2 separate regions of the Danio rerio genome follow, and region 1 is linked to region 2. A link is a contact called in public Micro-C data. All regions are on one chromosome and are shown on one strand. Each heading gives the region's core, a stretch centred on a gene start, on an enhancer-like site or on the middle of the called end of the contact. The rest is flanking DNA. Distances are from core to core; before and after follow the strand shown.

Evidence for each region. Hi-C and Micro-C count contacts between places; a contact is called where the count stands out from the background.
Region 1: a contact with region 2 is called in a Micro-C map of caudal fin, with 8 times the contacts expected there. The contact joins the promoter of smyd4 here to the promoter of ovca2 in region 2. A contact is called at or near these places in 6 of 18 Hi-C or Micro-C datasets (caudal fin, embryo, hematopoietic stem cells and 1 more) and 2 of 4 datasets of contacts at active chromatin or transcription factors (caudal fin and embryo).

What each region holds. Positions count from the first base shown.
Region 1 is chr10:41,089,642-41,097,053 of GRCz12tu, forward strand. It overlaps smyd4 (SET and MYND domain containing 4), which reads left to right and starts at 1,868. Exons shown (of 10, transcript NM_001076594.1): 1 at 1,868-2,078; 2 at 2,513-2,657; 3 at 4,164-4,253; 4 at 4,350-5,301; 5 at 7,097-7,357. The coding sequence starts at 1,945. LOC141376432 (a long non-coding RNA gene) reads right to left here and starts at 2,810. Exons shown (of 4, transcript XR_012386473.1): 1 at 2,490-2,810.
Region 2 is chr10:40,682,452-40,689,500 of GRCz12tu, forward strand. It overlaps ovca2 (OVCA2 serine hydrolase domain containing), which reads right to left and starts at 2,988. Exons shown (of 2, transcript NM_001020555.1): 1 at 2,611-2,988. The coding sequence starts at 2,779.

The sequences.
Region 1 (7,412 bases), core at 618-3,117, 410 kb after region 2:
CAGTTATAAAGAAATAAAGCACATGTATGAGAAGCATTGATCGTCCCACAGGACCTCGCAGAAGCAGCTGCTTTACAGACACAATACAACATTAATATTCATATGCAGACATGGGAACGCTTCTTAAAAGTTATGAACACAATCCTTTATCACTAGGATTAATCTGATGATACAACCAAGCTCAAAATAATAGAAAAGCGGCCTAATTAACATGAAAACTCTGTTATATACTGTAGCATTTAAATATGTGCTATAAGATACAGCACATTTAATGCCATTTTCTTCCTTGTGGCACAAGAAATATGGGAGCTCAAATAATGCTTTTCTTGTTTGTTGTTGTTGACTAGTGGGAATCATTTCCATGTAAATTCTGGAAATTAATAGTCTCTCACAAATATCATACAGCAGTTCTCCTTTCACAGATGCAGATTTGTTTCATCAAAAAATAAATTGCTCTTTCTTCTCTGTGCAATTTCATGCAGCAAACCAAACAACAGACACATTAACCTTGCAAATCCTTTAAATCCTTATGAAGGAGATTCTGATTTTAATAAACATTTCTGTGACATTAATTAAACAGTGCATTTATATAAAAAAAATCTCTTTTTAAATCTGCAGTTACTTAATGTGAATGCATTGCATTGGGGCCGCTGGAGAAAGTTGAATGCAGGTTATCTCAAAACAGTCATTATATTTACCTAGAGATTCTAATGAACAGCCAATGAAGTCCCAAGAGATCTTGACCAACCACAGAGATAATAAAAGAACTAAACCAGAGGCGACAACAGAGTCAAATGTCGGGACCATTTTTGTCAAGTGCCTGTATAAAACATGGATTGTTAAGTAGAACAACGTCACCATCTACTGGGGATCTTAATGCACCATAATTTCAAGAGATTCTCAATGCATTTCTGACATCAAAATAGACATACATATCATGTGTTGAGGAACAAACCGAAAATAATCCAGTTAATGAATAAATCACTCAAATATCATTACCAAAATTATTTAAAATGAGAAACCATTAATAATACTTTACCGAAAACAAATGTTTACACTGTAAAAATTGACAAAAACATTTTTTATGTTTCTTTTACATGTTTTAATAAAGTTAATCAGGTTTCAACTATATTTTTAGTTTATACAAAAATGTAATATAATATTTTAGTCAATTTGATTAATGTAAGTTTAAATAAAAATGCAAGTCAGCAATGTAATGTAATTTTCATTTAATGCCATATTCGCAACAAATGCTATTTTTATGGCAAGAACATTTCAATAATAAATATATATTTACAGACAAATGAATGAATACATAAATTAAATAAGATTTTTAGTGTTAATATATGACAAAAAAAAAAAAAAAACGTTTTGTGGAGTTAAACACAAAAAAGCATATGGGCTAATCTTGTATGCCCAATATGACATCTGTCAAAAATAAGTTGATCAAGTCTAGTCTTAAAATGTCTACTACTGTTTGAGATGTATACACACACACACACAATAATAATAATAATAATAATAATAATAATAATAATAATAATAAACAACAACAACAACGCATAACAGTTCAGAATTAAGAAGACAAAACAAACAAAAATAAAATGCATATTTAACATAAAGTACCTTTCACCAAGGTGGCCCAGGAAGGAATACTAATTAAATAAAAAAGGTGCATAATTTAAAAAAATCTGACCTAAAAAGTTAATTAAAAAAATCTAAGCGTACTAAAACCACCCGACTTGTCGTGATGACCGCAAGAAAACATCAAAAACATTCCAGTCTATGATGCTTTTTAATATTTTAAATTATGAGAACAGTGCTTTTATTTTGGAAATTGATAAAAGCTCCAACCGGAAGTCAAGTTGTTGTTGTGAAATTTAAAGTGTTGGAGGGCTTCGTACTTTTCGCTTGTGTGTTAACAGTTATTTGAGTGGGTTTTGAATGGATCTGCCCTGCCAAGATTGGGTTTGTCATGTCGAGCAGAAATGGGCTGAACTGAGATCTGAAGAAACTGAGCGTTTCAGCCTTCTGACTGATATAGATGCCATATTCAACTACGGGCTGTCACTAATATGGTCAGTCTGTTGCACTGTGGAGATGTTTATAAATTAATTAAAATGATGTTTGATAGCATAAAAATGAACCTCTATTTTTACGTAAATGCTGCAGGAATTACTGTTTCAGCTGTTCAATTAAAGTGACACCAATGTCAATCTAACGTTACAGTTTAGCAAGAAGTAGCATCACATGTTTCCAAGTAAGTTAAATAAATAACGTTAAATATTCCACCTTTTTTCCGGATTTGTCCATATCTCAGTCCGGAGGATCTCAACACTGTCCAAAATCTCAAAGAAGTTAATTTACTTATTAACCTCCCTATTTAGTAGTTGTGGATTCAGTTGTTCAGTGACATTCTAGCAAGTTTAGCATGTAAGTTAGTAGCATTTCGTCATATGTTTCTATGTAAAAATAAATATGCCACCTACGTTTTCGGATTTGTCCATATCAGTCCAGAGGATCTCAACATTCTGTCCAGAATCTCAGAGAAGTTTTCCGTCAAAAAGTCTCCTGAAACAGCTTCTGAGTTTAGACAGCAAGGCAACCTCAGCTTCAAAGTCAAGGATTACCCCGCAGCAGTGCTTCATTACTCCAAGGTACGAAAAAACGGCATATCTACTATGTATAATTTTCGTATTTATTATATCCTGAGTTGTGTTATCCTGCTTATTTATTTAGGCATGGTTAAAATCGCGTTACATTTGCTTTAAATGCATGTTTGCTATCACGTTTTGCTTTAAGTCGACGTTAATTAATTGCAATGGCACCTATCATTAATATATCGTCATAGCAACAGTTTATCAACCAATGGCGTGAGTTTGGGGCCCGAGGTTTGAGGGCATAGACTTTTTTTTTTTTTTAATTAGGATAACTTAGTTCACCCAAAGCTGAAAATAATGTCAGCCTTTACTCACATTTAGCTGGTTTCAAACATGTCTATCTTACTATTTTCTGTTGGGCACAAAATAATATGTTTAGAAGAAAACTGAAAACCTGTTTAAGTACACATGAAATCAAAATTAACGATATTGATTTTATTATCTAACATTGCTAGTTTTGTGTCGAACAATTGATCTGTACATGTTATTAAGAAAGAAAAAATGCCATATAAATCAAAAATTAAAATCTTAAGCACTTCCTGCTTGTTTTTAGTAAAATTCTCAAATAGCCATTGTCTGAGGTATAAGGCGTGGCTAACATACTCAACCATCCCCCTTTAATTGTCAGTTTTGACAGCGCTATGTCAACGAACAGAAATGGTGAGGAAGAGGTGTCTGTTGTCTCTAACCTATTCCTGATCTTTCCAAATGAAAATGTCTACTTTACAACATCCAATCAGCCACACCCATTTTTTTCTCATTTAATATTCTACTTCTCTAGAAACTGTCACAATACAAAAATAAAATGGTTGCAGCTTCAGGTTCATATGGACTTTAACATTTACTTTCATAGTGTTCGTTTTTCCTGCTATAGAAGTTAATGGTTAACGTTTTTAGCTTCTTAAATATATTTATGAAGAAACTTAGAAACATGAGGGTGAGTAAATTTTCATTTTTGGGCGCATGATTTCGTAAGGTCTAGCAAGTTTAAAGTTAAGTAGTCTGAAGCTGCGGTCACACAGCACTTTTCGCCCCGTAGACTTCCATTCATACGCACCCGAATGCGACAGATCGGAAACACCAGCTCATGCAACAAGTTTTTAAGTTCGCTGTGTTCTTAATCGAACATCAAAACATGACCTCTCTGGACAGAAATGTAAAATATGAACCAATTGCTCAATTTTTAAAATGTCTGATCATCTTGTTTAATCCCGCCCCTTTTCGCAGTGCCCTACAACAGAAACAGTCACGGTATGACTTTTATTAGACTGTATTTGTAGACCAGTATGAGATTTGATTAATATTGAAATAAGAAACCGTCCATGTTTTTAAATCCTATGAGATGAAAGCAATACTGCAAACATATTGTCAATAAAATTAGCTAATGTAGTTCAATAAACTATGATTTTTGAGTTGCACTGTTATTATTATTAATCAAATTTGATTTCGAATAACATTAGGTTTGGTGTGCATAGTATAATTTGTCTCTTTTGAATGTTTCAGGGTGTTTGCCATGCTGACAAGAATACAGATGAGCTCTCCTTGTGCTATGCTAACCGTTCTGCTGCCCTATTTTACCAAGGCCTCTACCAAGTGGGAGTCTGCTTCATGCTCTACATCAAATAATCTATATTTTTTAAGCATTCATCACACAACCGAAACATTTAAATGAGTATTTCTTTATTTTAGGCATGTCTTGAAGACATCAGGCGTTCTCTGGAGGCCGGTTACCCAAGCCACCTGCAGGACAAACTACAAACTAGACAAACCGCCTGCCAGAATCAGCTAAGAAAAGCTGAAAAACCCAACATACCACACACAGATCATCAATTATCACCATGCCAGAAGACTGTAAACTCTACTGGTCATCTTTCAGATGGTGTATCTGTTTATTTCAGCTCGGACAAAGGTCGCCACATGTTAGTCATGGAGAATAAACCAGCTGGAGAAGTGGTGCTGGAAGATGAAGCTTACTGTTCTGTCCTTATACCAGCTAACATATTTAATACAGGAACCAATAAGGCGGTAGAGACATTTGGTACTGAAGATCGACATTGTCACCACTGCCTCAGCCAGTCACTGAGTTTTGTGCCCTGTCCAAAGTGTAGTTACGCTCGATATTGTGGAGAGAGCTGTCAGAAAGATGCATGGGATCAATGGCACCAGTGGGAATGTCCAGTTGGAGCTGATCTGCTGGCCATTGGGGTTTTGGGACATTTAGCACTAAGAGTGGTCCTTAAAGCAGGACAAACTGAAGTCCAAATGGGGATTAAAAACACAAAAGACCATGTGACCACTTATAAAAATGATTCACCAGTCCAGTTGAGTCTCGGAGGGGACTGTGGAAAAAGTTTAGACCATACAGACTGTTTTCATGGCAGCTCATACATGGGCATCTATAGCCTTTTACCGCATGTGGCACAACACTCACCTGCTTCACGCTTCTTAATGGCCATCACCATGGCGGTGATTTACGGGAAGCTTCAAGGCGGACCTCCACCAAACAAGTGGATGTCCTTCAAAGACGAAGGAGTTAAAGCAAGCTGGCAGCCTGAGATGAGCATGCTGGGAGCCACAGCTCTGAGGCACATGATGCAGCTAAGGTGTAATGCTCAAGCAATCACTGCTGTTAGGGTCAAAGGTAGGTCTGGACTCTCATTTGAAACTTTGAAAATGTAAAATCTTATTATTTTTCCCGTCAGCTTTTGTTTATTTGCTATCATTTTTAGATTTGTCAGCATTTTTGATGATTTTCACCTAAATTTATCAGCTTGCAGAATAATTTCTGCTCCGAATATACAGTATGACCATAATATCAGGGTGTTTACGGGGTCTTCAAATTAAAACAGAATTTTAGGCCTTAAAAAGTCTTAAATTCATGGAAATATTGATTTGTAGGTCTTAAATCATTTTAAGCCAGTCTTAATTTTACCAGTCTTGATTTTACTCAATTTAGCAAAAATTATTCAAATCATCAACAATCTATCTCAATAAAACAATTAACAAAGTTATATTTATAACTAATATTATAATAGCTAATATAATAATTAAGCTAATCTAATAAAAATTAGTTTAAAAAGTTCTCCATGTATTTATAGACCATATAGTTGGAAGACGCTGACCTAGATAGACTGTTGCATGTGCATACATTTAATTAGTGTATTATAGTTTTTAAAGAGCTTAGTAGTGTTAAAAAATATATGTCTATGTATACAACTAGAGCTTGTTTGCTTGTTTGGCAGATTATGTAAAATATGTGACTAGGGAATAACTTTTTTTTTTTGATGGGACAAGTAAAAAAAATCCACTAGTCTAACTAGGCCATTAGAAAAATATAGCATGTAGACCTGTATAAGTCAAAATTATCATTCATAATGGTCTTAAAAAGGTCTTTAAAAGTCTTAAATTTGACCTGGTGATGGCTGTAAAAACCCTATATATATATATAAAAGTCAAAACAGAGAAACCAAGCTTCTGCTTTTAAACAAAAAATGTGTTCATGTTATATTAGCACTTGAATGCAAATACGTTTTTGACACAATTGAGACAAGAAAATTGAAAAAAGTTGTATTTTCAAGATATGTAGTATGTAACACACACACACACAAACACACACTATGGCTGCACAAAGTTAAAAAATAACTGACATTGCAATATTTGTTTTACTGTGATATATATTAAGACATTTCACAAGATGACTATTTGGAAAGAATTCATATTTTTACTTTGAGATGATTTTGCAGTGCATCTGCATTAAATATACAAAATTATACAAAAATAGAACAAATCGGATATAAATTAAAACAGTACATCATATCTTACTTCTTATTTTGAAAGATACTAGTATTCAAAGTGCAATTTAAAGGCTTTACTAGGTTGTTATGTTATATATCACTGTATGAGGGCAGCACGGTGGCTCAGTAGTTAGCACTGTCGCCTCACAGAAAGAAGGTCGCTGGTTTGAGCCTCATCTGGGTCAGTTGGCATTTCTGTATTGAGTTTGCATGTTCTCCCCGGGTTCCCGTGGGTTTCCTCCAGGTGCTCTGGTTTCCCCCACAGTCTAAAGACGTGCGTTATAGGTGAAGGGCATCTGCTGTGTAAAACATATGCTGGATATTTCACTGTGGATTATTTCACTGTGGCCATGATTAAGTAGCCAAAAGAAAGTTGTAAAGCGTTGTAAAGTTATGCAATATACTTTTTCTCTGATCGCCTTATATTTTACTTCCAGGATACCCAGAAGTCCTTAAACTCATTCAGGACATAGGGCTAGGGCTTCCCATATTGTAATTCATCAAAAACACGGATTGTCGTTAAAAAAAAAAAAAAAAATCACCAGTGGCAGGGAAGCATTGTCTTTTAATTGACAAAATAGTCAATAGTGGAGAAAGAGCTAATATATTTGATTATTAAATTTGTTTTCTCATTTCTTGCAGAAGAAAGTGGCATGGCTGTTCAGTCCAGCAGTGAAATCCGTATTGCCACAGCTATATTCCCTGTGCTCAGCCTGCTTAACCACTCCTGCAGTCCAAACACAAGCATCTCCTTCACTACAGGATTTCAGCCTGACCCACATAATCAGTTGGGCTGTTCTGAAGGTCACTTTGACCATCCCAAGGGCTCTCGGTCTGGTGTGACGGTCACTGTACGTGCTTCAAAAGACCTCACTGCAGGACAGGAGATTCTGCACTGTTATGGTATTGTGTGATCATGGAAATTTTGATTTAGTTTTGATGGAGGCTCATGTAGGTT
Region 2 (7,049 bases), core at 1,738-4,237:
TTGATCACCGCTCTGCCAGTGAGAGTGGTTCAGCTCAAGAGCATCAATGAAAACCAAATGTGAGGCGTCTTGAAGGGCAGAGCATGTCAGATACTAGAGCATATAAATGGTTATGATTTGATGAGAAACTAAAGTCTAAGGTGAGTAAAACCATTCATCCATATGGGCTGAAAAGACAAACTACAGGCTTTACACGTTAATATCGGTTTTATATCTTCTAAACTTAAATTTTGTCACTGTTTTGGAGCACACTGGCAAAGGAGTGTGGCCAGATGTGCTGTAATGTTATGACAGAGACACTTCCTGGTGATGTGGAGTCAATCTGCGAATCACGGCCCATTATGTTAGCTGACCAATCAGAGCCAATGGAGGGCAGGCCTTTCGGAGGAACTAGGAAATATGACAGTCTTTTCATGTTAGCTGAGTAGCTGTATGTAATCAAATTAAAATATAGGAAAAAATCTAATCTTGGAATTTGTTTCTTTTATTACATGATTTACTCGCCTACAAAATCATCCTGAAGTATCAATCTAAAATTAATAAAGTATTTCCAAATAGAGCTACACAAATCATCAGGTGAAATTGTATATATATTGTGTGTGTACTGCAATTTATATCACAGAAATAAAAAATATTGCAATAAAAGATTTTTCCAACAACAACATCAAAACAACAACAAAACCTCAAAACAAAAAGACATGCAAATTTGTAAATGTTTCAAGGACATTTTTAATACAATTATAATTTATTTTCGTGAATGCAAATCTGAAATGGACCAGTGGTTCTCAATTTTTTTTTTCACCAAGTACCACCTCAGAAAAAAAATTGTCTATCCAAGTACCACCATAATGACCAGTATTGAAATACAGTAGCGTAGTAGACCAAATTAAGCAGCTACAGCTCTGCACAGTTCAAAACCGTGGCAGATTAATTCTTCTTATTATAAATATTTATTATTGTCAGCAACTTTAAACATTATAAACAGTTTGAACATTAGCACTGTACTGTGTTAAAAGTTAATTATAATTATAAATTCATAAAGAGTAAAAAGAAAACTGCTGTACTTACATGTAAAGTATTATTATAAAGTAGCCTATTCATCAAAACATGGAAATGTTCATATTCACATAAACTCTTTTTGATACATTTTGAAATATATGATGCATGTATATATGACTTATTTGTATATCTAAACATTAACTTGTGTGTTAGATATATGAATTGGATTTACATATTTAAATTTAGAAATTAGATCTGCTCACTGCATGTTAGAGTAGACTATTTGTGTCAGAAAAGCAAGTGACTAAGCTATAACTGTCAACAATGGGATGTAAAAATATAAGACGCGCCCAACAACCGTTACAAATATGGGGAGGAAATTAGCTTCAAATGATAGAATACACAACAAACAATAAAATTTTTTAAATAAAACAAATGATTTAGCTTATTAAAATCAATTTACTGATCACATCAGTGTTATATGCATCAAAGGGTTAAAAGTATGTCCTTTTTTTACTTTAATTATTCAGCAAATTCTTAACGTCCTATAAGAAGGAAGCTTGCGTACCACTAGATAGAGAACCACTGATGTGGACAATTATTATTCAAAGTTCAAGGATTTTCATTTTATTTTTTTTATCATAGTTTCTACCTACCTATGGTTCCAATTACTTGCACAAAAACGGCTTTTGTGGATGTGACATTTGCAGTAAAAACTCAACACATAAATTCGCATAGAAAGTATGTTAATGTTATATTAAAACTTTTGTTTATATTTTACAGAATAACTTACCAAAGAGTGTGGATGTGACAAAAACATATGCGGGGTTAACAGTATACAACATTGTAGAAATTGTGAATTAAACTGCACCCCCCCAAAAAAAAAAAAAAACTATAATCATTAAAAGAGTCGGCTCTCTATGAAACTAAAATAAAATGTATTTTATTTTTATTTTATATTTTCACATTTATGAGGTAAAAATGGTCTTACGGATGTGAAATCTCTCTGTTCTGGATATGGCAGATGTGAAATTGCCACTTGTGTGACTTTGGTAAATCAAATAGAATCATTTGAAAACATTGACAGATGTATTTCTAAAGTACTATAAAATACTTGCTTACACAAAAAACCCAGAAACAGTTTCCGTATTTTGGAAAAACTTAAATCTTTTCATGGCAAGGTTGACAATTGCACAGAACTGCTCATGTGTTAGAAATTATGAATCAATATTGCCTAAAAATGCAGCAAAAGCATAAAAACTCATATTTTTTTCCTATAAATTGAATTAACTCAGCAGGACATTAAAGTAGTAATAATAATACTTAGTTATTATTACTTTATTATTACGTTAATACTTAGTAAGTATTATTAATTATTGATATGATTGACATTTGCTATTACATGTACATTAAATTTTACCATAAATTCAAATAGTTTTTCTGTATTCTCTGTCAAATTTAATATGTTTAACTCTCATTCAACAGTGATAATAAGAAACATAAAAAGCATAAAAATGCAATTACAGTTTGACCACCAGTAAAGATGTATACAATTATTAGATTGACGAGTTTGATTGCTCATATAGCAAGGATGACCAGATTCATACTCACTTCCACAGTTTTCCTCCTGAATGGCAGGAACTTGGTGTGGCGCACTAATAAACACCAACTCCACTTGTTTCTTTAATAGTTTGCGTAAAGCTCCAGTCTTCTCCCTAAAAGAGTTTCCATTCTGTCGATAACCGTGAATACAGAGAATTCGAAGAGGAACTGCAGACATTTTAAATTATTAATAACCTGTCAATGCTGTTGTGATTTTATAGCGGTGCTGCAAACGCTAAACACGAGCGTACTAAATCATAAGCAAGTGCGACATACAGTGAAAAGCTGACCTAAAACTTCAGATATATATATTGTGATATATAGTTTTAAATATCAATTTAAACTCTACAGATAAACTATAAACTTGACGTTTCCTTTTTGTGCGACAGATTTATGACCGTGTGGAAACATAAGAGATTAAGAGTTCCCCCAATGCGAATATTGTCTGCAATTTGTTTATAAAGCTTCCTAATTACAAACAAACACTAAAGCTAAATGCGTTTTATATGTTAATCAAAAAATTGTGCTTTCCATAAAATACTCGTTAGTTTCCAACAATTAGAAACAGAAATATAGTTCCGATTTCAAACGCCAGGGGGCAACCGTTCCCCACAGAAAGCTGTGTTGTATAAAATGGCACGTATATGTAAGCCTCTCACATATGCCAAAACAAATAACTAAAAAAATGTAAGTAAGTTTTCCCTCAATTAATACATTATGTAAATACGTTGCACTGAGACTATAACAACGAGTAATTATAGCCCACTATAATGACAAAATATGGTAAGATTGTTAAAATCAAGTGTCTCAAAATGTATGTGCAAAGGGGGACGTCTCACTGTGACACCAAGTAATGAAATTTAAACATATATATCCATAAATGAATATGTGCTGGATCATTTCAATGCAATTAAAACAACGAAAGATATAATACATGATGTCTATGCTATTTTTCAGTTAGGCATAACATTCTTGGGATTCTGCCTCTCCTGTATTTCCAAATGTTTGTTTAAGAAAAAAGAGAAAATGCCTCCAGCTTCTAAAGAATGTAAATAACTCCACAAAAAAGGGAGTTTAACATAAATCTGTATGCATTCAATACTTCATGCTATCCTAGAGGGGAAAGTTCTTAATTTGGTTAGATGATTATTTCTCTCTGTTGATCTCGGCGAGTTTTCTGGATGATTGTGCCTCCTGAGCACTTGACAATTAATCTAAAAATGAGCAGCAACCCTGGAGGCCTGATGCCTCTACTTATACTCTTACACAACACCGAGTTCATCTGTTATAACAAACACTGATCTGAGTCCAGTTCTGCAAGTTCTGCTGAGACGACAGAATGAAAGAACTACAGGATAGAAAGATAGATAGATGGATGGATGGATGGATAGATAGATGAACAGGTAGGTAGGTAGGTGGATGGATGGATGGATGGATGGATTGATTCATTGACGGATAGATACATTAACAGATTGATTCATTGACAGACAGACATACAGGTGGATGGATGTATAGATGGACAGATGGATAGATGTATAGATAGATAAATAGATGGATGAATGGATAGATGGATAGGAAGGTAGGTGGATGGATGGATGGATGGACAGATAGATTGATTCATTGACAGACTGATACATTAACAGATTGATTCATTGACAGACAGACATGTAGATGGGTGGATGTATAGATGGATAAATAGATGGATGGATGGATAGATAGATGGATAGATAGATAAACAGGTAGATAGGTAGGTGGATGGATGGATGGATGGATTCATTGACAGATTGATACATTAACAGATTGATTCATTGAAAGACAGACGTATAGATGGATGGATGTATAGATAGAAAAATGGATGGATGGATGGATAGGTATATAGGTGGATAGATGGAAAGGTGGATGGATGGGGGGGTGTAGAGATGGATAAATAGATGTATGGATAGATAGAAAGATCGATTCCTTGATTGATATATTGATGGATGGCTTCATTGACAGACAGACCTATAGGTGGATGGATGTATAGATGAATAAATGGATAGATGTATAGATGGATGGATAAATCAAAGGATGGATTGATGGATGGATGGATGGATGGATGGATGGATGGATGGATGGATACATGGATGGATGGATGGATGGATGGATGGATGGATGGATGGATGGATAGATAGATAGATAGATAGATAGATAGATAGATAGATAGATAGATAGATAGATAGATAGATAGATAGATTGATTGATTGATTGATTGATTGATTGATTGATTGATTGATTGATTGATTGATTGATTGATTGATTGATTGATTGATTGATAGATAGATAGATAGATAGATTGATGGAGAGACAGATATATGTATATAATATATTCAGTACTAATGCCAAGCTCATAAACATAATCTTCCCCATAACTGTTTATGGCTTGTTTGTGTGTTAGCAAGTTCATCTCATCCTTGAAATGAAAGAATATTTCTGCCATGTGAAGTGGAAAGCGAGGCAGTGGAAACAGCACTAAGCAGATGCTTCAAGCTGTAATTAAGCAAGGTTTGTGGCGATCCACCAAGTTAACTTAAATGAATATCTGCGACAGAAAAAGAGGTTTAATTAATGAGAGTCCTTCTGTCTAATTTAATGACTTTTCTGTGCATATTGAGTATATGTCAGAGCCAAATGCCCTACAGACACCCAATAGCTCATTCCCTGCTTTAACACGTTTACTTAAACACATCCGAATGGATTTCCTCATTTTATTGAGCATTAAACGCTTCGGTGTGTGTGTGTCCCTTCAAGGGTCTCCCCGCATCAGCCACCCGTTCATTACCTCTGGTCCTCCGCTGTTCTCTTTATTATTCACCGTGATCAACCCGAGAGATGAGACACAAATGAGACTAAATAAATAAAACAGGCCATAAGGCCAAGCTTCCTTTCAGCAATGTTTAAGTGATTTATTCTGAGTTGTGGCTTATTAGACAGACAGACAGACAGACAGACAGACAGGCTGACTCACAGTTATATATAAAGATAGATGGATAGAGTGCATCTGGAAAGTATTCACAGCGCTTTACCTTTTTCTCATATATTTATGTTACAGCCTTTTTTCCAAAATGGAATAAATTGAATTATTACTTCAAAATTCTACTCACAATACCCCATAATATCAATGTGAAAAAAGATTTTTTGAAATTGTGGCAAATTTATTAAAAATAAAAAACCTGAAAAATCACATGGACATCAGAATTCTCAGCCTTTGCTCAATGCTTTGTTGATGCACCTTTGGCAGCAATTACAGCCTCGATTCTTTTTAAATATGATGCCACAAGCTTGACACACCTGTCTTTGGGATTTTTTTTGCCCATTCCTCTTTGTAGTACCTTTCAAGCAGAGAGGCTGAATGGGAAGCGATGGTGTACAGCCATTTTTAGATCTCTCCAGAGATGTTCAATAGGATTTAGTTCTGGGCTCTGGCTGGGCCACTCAAGGACATTCACCGAGTTGTTGTGAAGCCACTCCATTGATATTTTGGCAGTGTGCTTTGGGCTATTGTCCTGTTGGAAGATGAACTGTTGCCCCAGTCTGAGGTCAAGAGCACTCCGAAGCAGGTTTTCATTTAGGATGTCTCTGTACATTGCTGCATTCATCTTTCCCTCTATCCTGACTAGTCTTCCAGTTCCTGCTGTTGTAAAACATCCTTACAGCATGGTGCTGCCTCCACTGTGCTTCACTGTAGGGATGGTATTAGCCTGGTGATGAGCGCTGCCTGGTTTTCTCCAAATGTAACACCTGGCATTCACTCCCAAAGAGTTCAATTTTAGTCTCATCAGACTAGAGAATATTGTTTCTTATGGTCTGAGAGTTCTTCAGATACTTTTTGGCAAATTCCAGGCGGGGAGGCTGGCTTTCGTCTGGCCACTCTACAACAAAGGCCTGATTGGTGGATTGCTGGACAGACGGTTGTACTTCTGTAAAGTTCTCTTCTCTCCACAGAAGAACGCAGGAGTTCAGACGGAGTGACCATTTGGTTATTGATCACCTTCCTGACTAAGGCCCTTCTCCCCCGATCACTCAGCTTAGATGGTCGGCCAGCTCTAGGAAGAGTCCTGGTGGTTTCAAACATCTTCCACTTAAGGATGATGGAGGCCACTGTGCTCATTAGAACTTTTAGAGCAGCAGACATTTTTCTGTAACCTTCCCCAACCTGGCTCAAGACAATCCTGTCTCAGAGGTCTACAGACAGTTCCTTTGTCTTCATGCTTGGTTTGTGCTTTGACATGCACTGTCAACCCTGGGACCTTATATAAAAAGGTGTATGCCTTTTCACATCATGTTCAATCAACAGAATTTACCACAGGTGAACTTCAATTAAGCTGCTGCAACATCTCAAGAATGTTCAGTGGAAACAGAATGTACCTGAGCTCAATTTAGAGCTTCACGGCAGAGGCTGTGAATACTTA